Linked DNA regions of Mus musculus: region 2 is linked to region 1. A link is a contact called in public Hi-C data. All regions are on one chromosome and are shown on one strand. Each heading gives the region's core, a stretch centred on a gene start, on an enhancer-like site or on the middle of the called end of the contact. The rest is flanking DNA. Distances are from core to core; before and after follow the strand shown.

Region 1 (6,584 bases), core at 1,873-4,372:
GGATAATTTATTTGGTTTGAGATTTGGGTTTGCAAACTGAATACATAATTTATTGTGCAGTGAACATAAAAATAAATATACAATCTGATTCTCCAAATGTATTCATAAGTGGGCTAGGAAGGTCACAGAAGTAACTGCTTGGGAGGTGGGTGGGATGGGTGGGGTGGGTGGGATGGGGTGGGGTGGGTGGGATGGGTGGGGTGGGTGGGATGGGTGGGGTGGGTGGGATGGGTGGGGTGGGTGGGATGGGGTGGGCTTCTCCTGTATCTGGTCTTCATGGACTGATGTTCCTCTGTTGGATCGTGTTTGCATGTTTATTTCCTGCTGTTCTTTACTGACTCACTTCAGGCAAGGCCAAGTCTTTAGCTTTGTCTGTTCACACCGTGGAGACTTAGTTGGAATGATGCCAGCCCTCTTTCCTTACCATCTTTTGCAGTTTTGTTATGGTCCCCTCATAATTTGCTAAGCGCCAAAACCGAACCATGCCACACTAGCACTTGAGTGTCATGAAACAGGAGGTAAATGACATTCACAAGGTTCTTTGTGGGCACCTCATTGGTACAGCATCCACTGGATTCCCCACTGTCGACAATGAATAAAGACTCTGTCTAACCTCAGTAGCCCTCCATTTTCCTGCACATAATGGCCTCAGAACAGGTTGTTTCCAAGTCAACTGACCCTACCAAATGGGTACCCCCCCCCCTTTTTAAAGTATCGTATCCTATGTAGCAATGAGATGTCAGAGGACCCAAAACACATCTGGGAATGTTGCCTGGGATTTATGATCAGTCCTGGGAGAACATCTGTAAATGATGGTTGGGAGTTAGTTGAATGACTGGTGGAAGGTACATCCAGAGGAGGGAGGAGCAGAGCCTGCTCTGCCCAGAGCACAGAGTCAATCATAGCAGAGTGCTCTTTGGGCCAACAAATATGTCTTCCTGTAGTACAACCAATTTAAGCTTATCCTCGACTAGCTTAAAAATAAGTGAGACTCAGACTATGGTTATTTTATTTAGATTTGGCAATTACTGGGAAGTAACTCCTAAACTACTCTTCTGACTGATGCTTTGGATCCTCCCCAGAGGTGTACCCCAGGTAGTTGCTGTTTCCCCCAGCCATGTGCTTATGCTCCATCACCCCTCATGGTGATTTCCTCCTCTCGTTCTTACTCCTTCTCCTCCAGGTCTCATTTCATTCCTTTCTCTTCTTCATCCCTGACCAGGTCACTCACCTACCTCTAAGCCCTCCAGTAACTGGCTGTAGCCAATTTTAGTTAGCCAATAGTTTAAATCAAGGAACAAGGTTTGCACAACAAAAGTTTGTAAAGATTCACTGTAGGCCTAAGACCTTCAGGTGCAGAATGTAGTGTTACTGTGCATAGCAACAAATCAAACCTCAGTATCTTCTCTGAATGCTGGAATTTCTGAATGTTCTGACAGTATAGGAGGGTGAATCTTGATCATCAACTGAATTGAGGGGGGCCAGGGAACCACCTGTCTGGAAGATCCCTGTGAGAACATTTCAAGACAGTACTAAGTAGGGAGACTTACCTGACTCTGTGAGGCTCCTTCCATAGTCTGGGTCCTAGGTGGAAGAAAACAGAAAGGAGGATTGTGATAGTTTGAATGAGAATCCCCCACCCCCATACTCTTGGGAATTTGTACACTTGGCTCCAAATGAAAGCTCTATATGAGAGGTTTAGAAGGCATGACTTGCTGAACAAAGTATGACCCAGAGGAAAGCAGTGTTGTGAGTTTAACCACAAGTGTCATTTACAGTTGGCACTCTCTATTTCATGCTTATATTTTAAAATGTGAGCTGTCAGCTTGCTGCTCCAGACACCCCGTCGTCTGCCACTTCCTCACTCTGGTGGGCTCTTCTTCCTCTGGAACTGTAGCTCAAATAAACCCTTCCTTCTATAAGTTACCTTAGTTATGGCTTTCTATCATAGCAATAAATAAGTAGCTAATCAAGGATAAAGCCCCCAAGCCCAGGCATTCCTATGGTCTGTTCCCTGGCCACTATGATGTGAGCGCTTACGTCACTGTGTTCTCACCACTGTGATAAACTGAGTTCTTAAGCCCTTTCTCCTTTAAGTTGTTCACATCAGGGGTTTTACCATGACAGTGCAAAAGTACCTAAAACAAGAGGGCTATTGAACTGTCAGTTTTCCAGGGATATGCTCCTAGGAACTCTGTGTCCGGTGCTCCTGCTGTCAGTGAACCTGAAAGTATTCCAGTGGAGGGAGCTGGGAATGTAGGCTTACCTCCCAGATACACTATGAAACCACTTAACATTTCAGTTTTGAATAGGCAATGTATATTTAATATAAAAATTCAATGCACCAAGAAAAGTAATAGCAATCTAACAAAAGAAGAAAACCAAAGGTGATCTATAATATAAATTGTTAACAGTTGGGCAAATTTTCTTCCTGAAGTTTTTTAGACCTGTGTAGGTTTATTGAAATCTAAGTCCATGTACATTGTGCAAATTTATTCAAACAAGGGCTCTTTTACTTACAAAATTAATTTACAAAAATGATAGTACCTTATGCTTTGCTCTGCCCTGGTACCTTGTACAGAAATAAATTCCAAGCATCTTTGCACACCACTAACTCAGTTGTCATCCTAATACCTCCCAGCTATCAGAATGTGTGTTAGAATTGCATAGTTAAAAAAAAAAGCAATTGATACATGTTGGAAAGGTGCCTTTTAGGAGAGTCCCATTAGTCTGCACTCTCATCAGCAGTACAGAAGGGGAACCCCTCAGGGTGTTATCATTGCTTCAATTGTTGCCAACCTAGTAGCTGGTAGGCTCAAACTTGCATCTGTTTTATTAGAAGAGGTTGTGTTTTTGTGCCTGTGGACCTTCCCGTTTCTTAGGTCTTTGCAGCTCAGGTGTCTGGGCTCTTGTCTCATGCATTCTCCATATTATTCACACTAACACCCAGTCATTTATTTCTCTACACCTGGGATGGTGAGTTCCAGCAGCCATTACGTCATCTCCCACAGTCCATTCCAACCCCTGGCCTAATGCCATCACAGCATGTGTTCAGTGCGGGTTTGAGAAGACAGGCTGCATTATTGTCAGGCTTACATTGTGTAATGGTAGCTGAATGGCCTTATTGAAGCATCTCCCATCATGTCTCTATTTGGCCTGAACTCTGTGTAAATATGAGGAGACCTAGGGAAGCAGCATGACTAGATGATGACTGTTCTCTACATGTCTACACCTCTACATAGCCACATGTCCAGCCCTGCAGTGCCAGGGCAGGTCGTGAGCAAAGGGTGGGAGCGCGTGCTCTGGCCCATGCTGCACGTGAAATCACCTGTTCTTGGAGGGGCTCACACAGATCTATAGTGTTCTCTGTGCCCCATGGTACTCCAGGCAGCCTCTCTCAAGCCAGAAGTCAGAAAGCAGGAAGGCCCAGCATAATTGTGAGAATTCCCTCACTCCATTTGTATATCTAGGAGATGAGGGACCTACTAAGCACCCAAAAATGCCCTTCTCTTCCCCATTTCACTTATAGCTTGAACTTTCTTTGTAGCCTCCTTCCAACAAAACTGGTCACCAGGTCCTTGTCTCAGGTCTCTATGTCCCCACTCTTTCTCAGTCTTACTATGTTCTCTCTCTCTCTCTCTCTCTCTCTCTCTCTCTCTCTCTCTCTCTCTCTCTCTCTCCTTCCCTCCCTCCTCTCCCTTCCTCCCTCCTGTCCTCCTTTCCCTCCCTCCCTTCCTCCCTTTCCTCCTTCCAATCCTCCCTTTCCTCCCTTCCCTCTCTCTTTTCTTCAACTCTTTCTCTCTTCCTTCTGTCCTTTTCTTATTATGAATGATACATGCATGAATGGAGAAGAAGAAACTTAAAATGCATCTGCCAAACTTAGTAAATACTGACCTGCAGACTAGGTGGGAAGCTTCTACATACTCCTTTATTTCTCAAATTTTATTTTAAAATAAATGAAACACATCTACACTTCCAACAGACATGGAAACCATGATCTATGCAACACAGCTTCACATTTCCTTCATGTTTCCTCAATCATGTTTCCTGCCAAGCCTCACAGATATCCCAAACCTTGCCTCTCAAACATACACCTCATTATACCTAACTTAAATGGGTCCCATAAGAGTGGCACTTGGACACCTGATGTCCCACCAGCCTTCATGATGGATATCTGGGCTATGGCTCAAAGCACTTGGCAAGAGGATTCTCTTTCAGATGGTATTAAGTGAGCTGATAATTGGTGAGGCTTACTGCCTAGCTTTCTCCTGGATCCGTCTACATCTGATGCTCATGATGACCTGGAAACAGGGAGATAAACAGGCCCATTTCCAGTGCTTTTGTGTATATGGTTTCAGCCACATCTCTGGATTGGAACTGCACAGCAATATTTGTAGAATGACAGTGATATGACCCTGGCCAGGAGCCACCTGTTCAGACATTTGCTCTCCAATGCCACACCTTCTCCCCTTGAACTGGGATGATAATGCCAGCTACCACAGAGATTGCTGGGAACAGGCAGCCAGTAAGGAGCTGCAAAGCCCTGGATTGTGTTGTGCTATGTCACCGTCAGAGTTATCTGGCTTCACTTCATCCATCTCTGATGATCTGAAATGACCTAATTTTTTAAAGCAATGATATTTAGCTTATCTTGAAATGTCAAATGTCATTAAAGGGCATGTGCTGTTTTAAGGAATGAGTTTAAATTCCTTTCTATGCACTGCTCTCCCCACCTTTATCTATACTGGTCCCCGTGGTTTTTACAAAGTCTACAGAGGGTCACTGTTCCAGGAAGTTGTACTACACACAGAAGACATCATTTCTCTCCACAGGGATGCTCATGGCTTACCCCATCCTAGGACATGTAGACTGGGTGGGGGCTTCTACATTTTCCCTTATTTCTCAAAATTTCTTTTAGAATACATCTACACTTTCAACAGATACACAACCATGATCTATACAACCCAGCCTCATGTTTCCTCAATGAGCCAAGCCTCACAGATATCCCAAACATACACCTCATCATACCTGACCAAAAATGGTCCCATTTAAGGGACCTGTAGCCTCCCAACCCCCAGTAGCATTGTGCCAAAAAGTATTCTCAGTACCTTTAGCATCAGGTAGTTTGACCTTCAGCTGGCCATTCTTTCTGGAAACTGTAAGTTCCAAAACTGCTTGCTGCCTTCTGCTTGGTTCAGTGTATCGCTCAGTGGGGCTTTGTAAAGACCCCCACTTATCATCTTATCAGAAACCAGCCAGGAGGATGGGACTGAGCCTGCTAGTCCAGACCCTCCCCTGTCTGCTGGATGCTGGGATGGAAATTACAGTGAGTGTCCTTGCATCCCTCCACAGCTCCAGCTGCAAGCAGCTGCAGTTGGATTCAGTATGAGGGGAGCGTGTACTGAATCTGTGAGGTAGGGAGGGCTGGCCTATGTGCAAACATGATTGCAGATCTTAAATCACTCTGGTGTTCCCAGCTGCCCTTCTCTGACCACTCCCCACTGAGAGCACTTCAGGCCTCATGCATAGTAGGGTTATCCCCAAGTATTTTAGTTCTAGCCGTGCTTTAGGCATTGGAAGACAATGAATGAAGAAGAGACAGTGAGACAGCTCAGTGGCTAAAGCATTAGCATGCAAATATGAAAACCCAAATGTGGATCCCTAGAATCCACATAAATGTCAGCCATGTGTGGTGCCACTTGTAATCATAGCACTGGAGAAGGTGAGACAGGGGCTTCCATAGGGCAAGCTGGCTAGCTCGACTGTAAGAATCAGGTTCAGTGAGAGACTCTGCTTCACTCAATACATGGCATTAACTTCCAACCTTCACATGCACACACGCACGCATGCATGTACACCTGCATGAATTCTCTCATACACATGCAAATATGCAGAGATGCACAACACACAGAGAGACAGTCAGACAAAAATACACAGAGATGACATATAGACATATAGCTGAGAGAGAGAGAGAGAGAGAGAGAGAGAGGAGTTGCAGAGAATAGGAAGAATAGGAAAACAGACTAAGCCAGGGTAAAAGTTCCTCTACACAAGCAGCATGTCAGAAATGAGAGGTTGCAATGGCCCCCTACACCTGTTCTAATTACTATGGCTTCCTAGGCAAGAACAAGTCGGGAAAATTTCTTTTTGATTAACATTTTATGTTATTACTATTGATGGAACATTTATTATAATTGTTACCAAAAGAGACTCTTGAAGAAAATACAGGCTTTTCCCGTAGCCAGGGAACCTACATCATAGCAGACAGAGAAAGTGTCTCCATAGAGCACTGGTGACTTGGGGGATGTGCCACCACATGGCAATCTGATTTTGCTGTTTGACATCATCTAAGAAATTTGTCGAGTAGACCTTTGAACATATTTTCATCCACTTGGAACTTAGCCATAAAAAATATTTTGCCCATAATCAAAGAATAAATCGGATTTTTATGATGCTATGCTGATGGCTGCTGGCACCATAGGCTTTGGCTTGCAAGTATGAGAACCCTATCCTCAAACTACTTAGATGGCCATAACCCTGCTCTTCTGGGATCTAGTACCAAGGAACTGTCAAGGTATTAGCTG
Region 2 (6,584 bases), core at 1,719-4,218, 120 kb after region 1:
CTTCCTGATAAGCCATTGAGCCCAGCACAGCAGTAGAGACAGCTGAGCCAGCCCTGACATGTGTCCCGCAAGCAGTGTGAGGGCTTGTTCCACAGCTGGCACCAAACCAGAGCTGACTGAACAGCCCCAGAAATTTTAGCCAGAGCCATTAAAAATCATAAGCAAGACATCTGTCACACTGCTGTTGCCAAGGTCACCCAGCAGTGTGAGGAACCCGAAGAGAATCTCATGACATCCAGCCTGGGACAGGCTTCATGAGCATCCCTGCCTGGGGACCAGCAGGCCCTAGCTATGCACATGTGATAGGAAGTATGAGCTCATTTAGTGACAGCCAGGAAAGACAGAAGAAAATGAATGGTCTTAGGGCTGAAACCTGAGGATTTTGAAACAAGTTTTGTAAGAATTACACCATTATTATCAGGAAGATCCATCCAAAGTCTGGGCATGGACATAAGTATGAGCTCATTATAAAGTCCTCTTGAAGTGTCCTTTTAGGACATTGGCAGTTGACCTTGGATTCATGGGTAGAGAGGTTTTTTTGCTGAGAGTAATTTTGAGAACTCATGGCCTAAAGCATGTGGGGCCAGCACAAAGAGTGAGAAGTTAGGTAATAGAGATGGATACACAAGGCCTTCTATCACTACCGGTGAGCACCCTGGTGATCTACCCATTCCTGCTCATTCTTAGGGTTCCTATGAGGTTCGAATTGGGCAGGGGAAAGGATAGTAAAGTGAGAGAACCCATAAAGAGGCTTCTAGTTTCTTGTGATGTTTCTCCCCGCCCCCCTGCCCCCTCTTGCTTACATGAAAGGAAGCTGGGATTTGGAGGAGTGGGTCTCAGAGCACACATGTATCAGTGGTCTAACCAGGACCATCTGCCAGCACATGAGCATTAGTGGTCTAACCCAAGACCCTGCCTTCCTCCCTCTTTGTGTTTCCTTCTTCCTGATCTCAAGAGAGGTTCTGCTCCTGGCTGAAAAGAAGCCAAGGGTGTTTCTTACTCACAAAGGGAGCCTGCAAGACTGTGGGTGCCAAGGACAGCCCACGGGCCTATGCTCTTCTTATTGTTCTTAAAATAGAGAAACAATTTGAGAACAAGGCAAATGCAAATCACCTGCATACAGCTCCCTCCCCACTCCTGGCTCAAGAGGCTCCACCAAACTCTTCTTTTTATTATTATTACTTTTAGATTTTTTCTTTATTTACATTTCAAATGTTATCCCCTTTCCTAGTTTCCCCTACAAAAATCCCCTACCCCCTTCCTCCTCCCCCTGCTCCCCAACCCACCCACTCCCATTCCTGGTCCTGGCATTCCCCTATATTGGGGCATAGAGTCTTCAGAGGACCAAGGGCCTCTCCTCTCATTGATGACCAACTAGGCCATCCTCTGCTACATATATAGCTAGAGCCACAAGTTCCACCATGTGTTTTCTTTGATTGGTGGTATAGTTCCAAGGAGCTTGGGGGTACTGGTTAGTTCATATTGATGTACCTCCTATAGGGCTTCAGATCCCTTCAGGGTATTTCTCTGGCTCCTTCATTGGGGAACTTGTGCACTGTCCAATAGATGACTGTGAGCATCCACTTCTGTATTTGCTAGGCACTGCCAGAGCCTCGCAGGAGATGGCTATATCAGGCTCCTGTCATCTCTTGTTGGCATGTACCTAGTGACTGGGTTTGGTGGTTGTTTATGGGATGGTTCCCCAAGTAGAGCAGTCTCTGGATGATTGTTCCTTCAGGCTCTGCTCCAACCTTTGTCTCTGTAACTCCTTCCATGGGTATTTTGTTCCCCATTCTAAGAAGGAACGAAGTATCCACACTTTGGTTTTCCTTCTTCTTGAGTTTCATGTGTTTTGCAAACTGTATCTTGGGTATTCTAAGTTTCTGGGCTAATATCCACTTATCAGTGAGTGCATGTCATGTGTGTTCTTTTGTGACTGGGTTACCTCACTCAGGATGATATCCTCCAGATACAACCATTTGCCCAAGAATTTCATAAATTCATTATTTTTAATAGCTGAGTAGTACTCCATTGTGTAAATGTACCACATTTTCTGTATCCATTCCTCTGTTGAGGGACATCTGGGTTCTTTCCAGCTTCTGGCTATTATAAATAAGGCTGCTATGAACATAGTGGAACATGTGTCCTTATTACAAGTTGGAACATCTTCTGGATATATGCCTAGGAGAGGTATTGCTGGATCTTCTGGTAGTACTATATCCAATTTTCTGAGGAACCACCAAACTGATATTCAGAGTGGTTGTACCAGCTTGCAATCCTACCAGCAATGGAAGAGTGTTCCTCTTTCTCCACATCCTTGCCAGCATCTCCAGCCAAACTCTTAAGAGAAGATTTTGCATCCTTTAGTCTAGCAAATGGTAGTCAAAGCTTGCACATGAAGAACAAGAGTCTGGCCTGGCTTCTTGAAATTCAGCATGGGCCTCCTCCTCTGAGAATCTACACTACATATGTATCTACACATCAGCATGACATACATGCTGAAACTGATCTTCCTAGGAAGTAACTTAAAAAAACAGGGAGGTGGCAAAAAGTCTCAGTGTTCCTCCTGTTGAGGGTAAAGGTGAGTCCAACAGCTTCGGGTTCAGCCTTGTCCTGGCTTCAATTCCCTGAGAAAATCTGTGGTTCAGCATCTGCCGCCAGGCTTCTCAGGGTAAGAGATGGGTAGTAGATACAGGAGAAGGGTGTGGTCCACCAGCCTGGAGAGAGGGCTTTGAGCATCCTGGTCACTCAGATCCTCCTCTTCTCAAGGTTAGGCTTATCAGAGATCTCCCTCCTGCGTAGTCTGGGTCCACTTACTGCTGCTTCCTGTGTCCCTCCCTTGTGATTCTTGCTGCCCAGATCTCCAAGCTTCAGATGCTGTTTCTGTCCAGAGCATCCATGGTTCTTTAGCCAAGCATAAGAAAGTGGAGTGATTCCCAGGACAGAATCAAGGTCAAACCTAAACCAATCTTCCAGCTGTGCAGGGCACAGCTCTGCCGTCACGGCCAGCTGCTCCATATAGGATGTCAGCAGTGATAATGGGCACATGGAGATCGGGAGGCTTAGCCACATCCCATCCCTCTTGATAATGTTTTCAGTGTCTGTGGCATATGTGTGTTTCTATTAGTTTCTTTGAGCCCTGGATGACTGCTTCATACCTGCTACCCCATAGTCATCTAAATTTTTCAGGAATCTGTTCATTAAAAAAGAACTTTCTCTGGCAGGTGGTAAAAATCTTTGCAGCTCACTACTGAGACACCCAAATCTCTGCCTCCTGAACCCCTCCTAATGGAGTTTTTGCCATTTGCATGAGATGCATTCTCAGTGCACTTGATTAAGTGAGGCTTGGCTCTTGTACCTGCTTGGTTCCTTGGGGTAGCTGTATGGGAAAAGGTGAGGAGCTGCTGGGATCAGCAGAAGGATCTAGGTCTACATGGCCATGAACAAACCTTGGCTGTGTTTGTGCCAATGCCCATTCACATGTCTTGAGGAGAGCGTGGCTAGAGGCCCACAAGTCCATTTGGCAAGGCTGGCTTCAGGAATCTAAGGGCTCCTGGTGGAACCGGGATGAGAAATAAAAGGTCTCTGGCTCTGCACATGCAAGTTGATGAGCACCATGCCGAGTCAGCAGATAGGGCACTGGGCAGTCTTTCCTGTATGTGCTCTCTGGCCACTTTGAAAACTATTCCCTACAGACTATAAGGGGGCTTCCTCACTGACACAGGCACTCACAGGGACCACAGTGTGAGATCTCCTTGGGAAGGCCTTGGGAAATCCTTCACTTTGGGTTCTCCCTGACAACAAATAGGTTTTAGCAAGGCACTCTAAGCTGCCTGCTGCCTAGCAAGCTGGAGCAATCTTGATCAAGGAGCCAATTCTTGTTTGGAGATCTTGGAGCTTATCTTCGGTCCAGACACTTGGGAGATGCTTTTAAAAGGCCCAGCGAGTGGGATAAGTTCTCATCTTTGGTCTGCACAGCCTTCCTGCCTTGCAGGGCACACATGTTCTTTGCTATCTGTTAACATTTCTGAAGGAAGACTTGGAGAAAGTGCCTGTACACATGAGATGACTTAGTTTTGACTTGGCCAGAGGTTCTCTACCTATATAGTAATCTGCAAAGGCCTGGACTCCAGAAGATGAACAGCATTTCTCCTACAAGGGGGTTGTGATTAATTGAAAAATATCAGCAACATATAGCCCATTTCATCTTGCTGTAGCAAAAACACTCCTGGGATCTACCCCACTAATAGGTTTTTAACTGTGTGGCATGGCATTGTGGACTCCAGGCTCAGTGCTATACCGCAGATATTAGAATGTATTCATCTTGCAAAAGTGAGTCATTATGTCTGCTCATTAGCAAGCCCCTCGCCCCTCTCCTCAAGCACTGTGGGTTTCTCTGAGAATATTTTTGAGAACTCCCAGGGATGTAAGATTTACCCTGAATTTGCATAGCTTCACCTGCAGTGTCTCATAAGGCAGAAATCCCTGCTTTTTCACCCATAAGACAGTCAAGGTCAAGTGTACAACGAATCTGGTATCTGGGGAACCAGCACCAGAGAGAAACCCACAGAGTTCTACCACCACCAATTCTCACTTTTCCACATAATGACTCCTGAGAACTGATCTGATGGATGAGGGAATTGAGGAACCTGGGGGCATGGCCTGTCCAGCAGCAGAAAATTCCGTTGAGATGTTGTCTATCATCTTTCAAATGTCAGCAGATTGTATATGATGACCGTCTTCAACTTAGATGCACCAGACTCTCTTGAGCTCTTCACTGAGAAGTGGGAAGAGCCTGAAGGAGTTTCCTATATGCCCATGGTGCGGAACTCAGCACCCCTGGGGATCACTTCCCATTGGACTGTGGTCCCTAAGGACAATGGCTAGCTCTCTGCTATGCTGTTGTTCTTGTCTGTGGATAGCAGCTCACAGCCTCAGAGGGGACCAATGAATTCTTCCTGAGATAATACAGATGGTATGACTCAGGACTTAACCTGTTCCAGACAGCTTAGGTTAAAGAGGAAACTCTAGTTGACAGGCTGTGTTGAGACTGCAGTTTGAGGCAGGGGCTGCTGATTTTGTTGATTGACTAAGATCCTAAGGGGTTGAGGTGTTTCCAGGGTGCAGGCCAAGATGGTCCACTTCATGATACTCTTTCCAGAGGCTTCATCTGTCTTGCTGCTGAGCTCTAAGGATAAGTGTGCCACGGTGACGTCCAGAACCAGGGATGCAACTAGGGTGTGGCAGGGACCCTCCACACTCACAGAGGCCAGTGGTTATACGACTAGAGTCTCGCCTTAGAGGTTTGGCACCAGCCTTTCAGCAACACTGAATCACTTAGAATCTAAGCATCTTGGTTAACAGGGCTCTGATGTTGAATAACATAGGTGTTTATACATTTTCTTAAGTCATAGCCAGCACTGGAAGGTAGCTAACTCAATGCAAACAAACCAAAGCAGACTTCTCAGTGGCAAGCCACGGTGTTTTCTCTTGTCCTTTTGGCCAAAGCAGTATAAGTAAGCCATTGGGTGCCCTGTAAAAACATATTGGAATCAGAACCAAACACTCAGAGCAGCAAAGTCTGGGCTGTGGGAGAGCAGGCAGACCTCTGCTAGAATTTGAGTTTGCCTGTCAATTGATCAATTGTTGGTCTTGTAAAATGACTGGGCTCTGGACTTCCAGAAGGGGCTGGATTCCAGGACAGTGTCTCTGCAACTCCTGCTTAGTGGAATCTTAACTACAAAATCAGATCAATGCTACCCAGGCCCCAGGACACAATTCCTAATGTAATTAGTGGCTATTAGTGACATTATCAGGTAGCCAAGTTCTTTCCAGTAAATGGCTACCTGTAACCAGGGCTGTGAGACTGGAAAGAGAAGCAGACATGAGGGGCTGAGGAGATGTTCACAGAGGAAGAACACAAAGCAGAGCCGTGGCTGAGGGGAAGGCCTCTGGCATTGCCTAACTTGAAGGCTCTCTGCTGGGTCAGGATTCATCCCCACCTGAAACCCCTTGGTTAACCCTGCTTTCCTAAGAGTTTCGGTGCAGCATTCATCCAGCTATGTCTAGTAGAAGCAGGAAGCAAGAGTTCAGGTTGGTAGAAGCCCCTACTAGGTCCAACATGGAGGCCTAGGCCTTAGGAATTTCTGGGGCACTGTATGCTGTCTGGCTTTCTCTTGAGGGTCAGATGCAGCAGGGAGCCTGTGACCTCTAAGGGCACCACACAGGTTGCACTCTTCTTCATTCCGGTTGATTTTCAGTTGATATAGATTTATCCACTCTAAAGGCGAAACCGAAGTTTTCTGACTTGTAAAGAAAGACCAAGGCAAACCAGAAGGGAGGTCTGTCTCTCTAATCACCCCTAACCACCTGCATTTTGTAGCCAGGGATAGTGGAAAAGACTGCATCCTTCTTGATCCCCCTGACCAGGTGGGAGCCATAGGACTAGTACTGCTGCAGGCAACTAGCTCAGCAATGGGGGCGCCCGGTGACCTGGATTCATGAAGGTTTCCTGGTGGATACAGTGACAAGGCTGCTGGTGCTTCGGCGAGCTTGTAGCGTCCACAGGCCTCAACCCTTCCGCG

The links. Hi-C and Micro-C count contacts between places; a contact is called where the count stands out from the background.
Region 2: a contact with region 1 is called in a Hi-C map of cerebellar granule neurons, with 1.9 times the contacts expected there. The contact joins two enhancer-like sites. A contact is called at or near these places in 5 of 484 Hi-C or Micro-C datasets (cerebellar granule neurons, cerebellum, cerebral cortex and 1 more), 3 of 115 datasets of contacts at active chromatin or transcription factors (embryonic stem cells, forebrain and stem cell-derived neural progenitor cells) and 2 of 9 other capture datasets (liver and macrophages).

What each region holds. Positions count from the first base shown.
Region 1 is chr5:27,130,374-27,136,957 of GRCm38.p6, forward strand. The region is part of intron 1 of Dpp6 (dipeptidylpeptidase 6); the gene reads left to right. Among named protein-coding and RNA genes, the nearest start is that of Dpp6, 84 kb to the left of the region's middle. Within about 2 kb of position 3,123, at least 15 of the 459 cell types and tissues checked have an H3K27ac peak or open chromatin away from gene starts, as enhancers often do. A contact at or near this core is called in cerebellar granule neurons, where this site is marked.
Region 2 is chr5:27,255,298-27,261,881 of GRCm38.p6, forward strand. All of the region lies in intron 1 of Dpp6 (dipeptidylpeptidase 6), which reads left to right. Among named protein-coding and RNA genes, the nearest start is that of Dpp6, 210 kb to the left of the region's middle. Within about 2 kb of position 2,969, at least 2 of the 459 cell types and tissues checked have an H3K27ac peak or open chromatin away from gene starts, as enhancers often do. A contact at or near this core is called in cerebellar granule neurons, where this site is marked.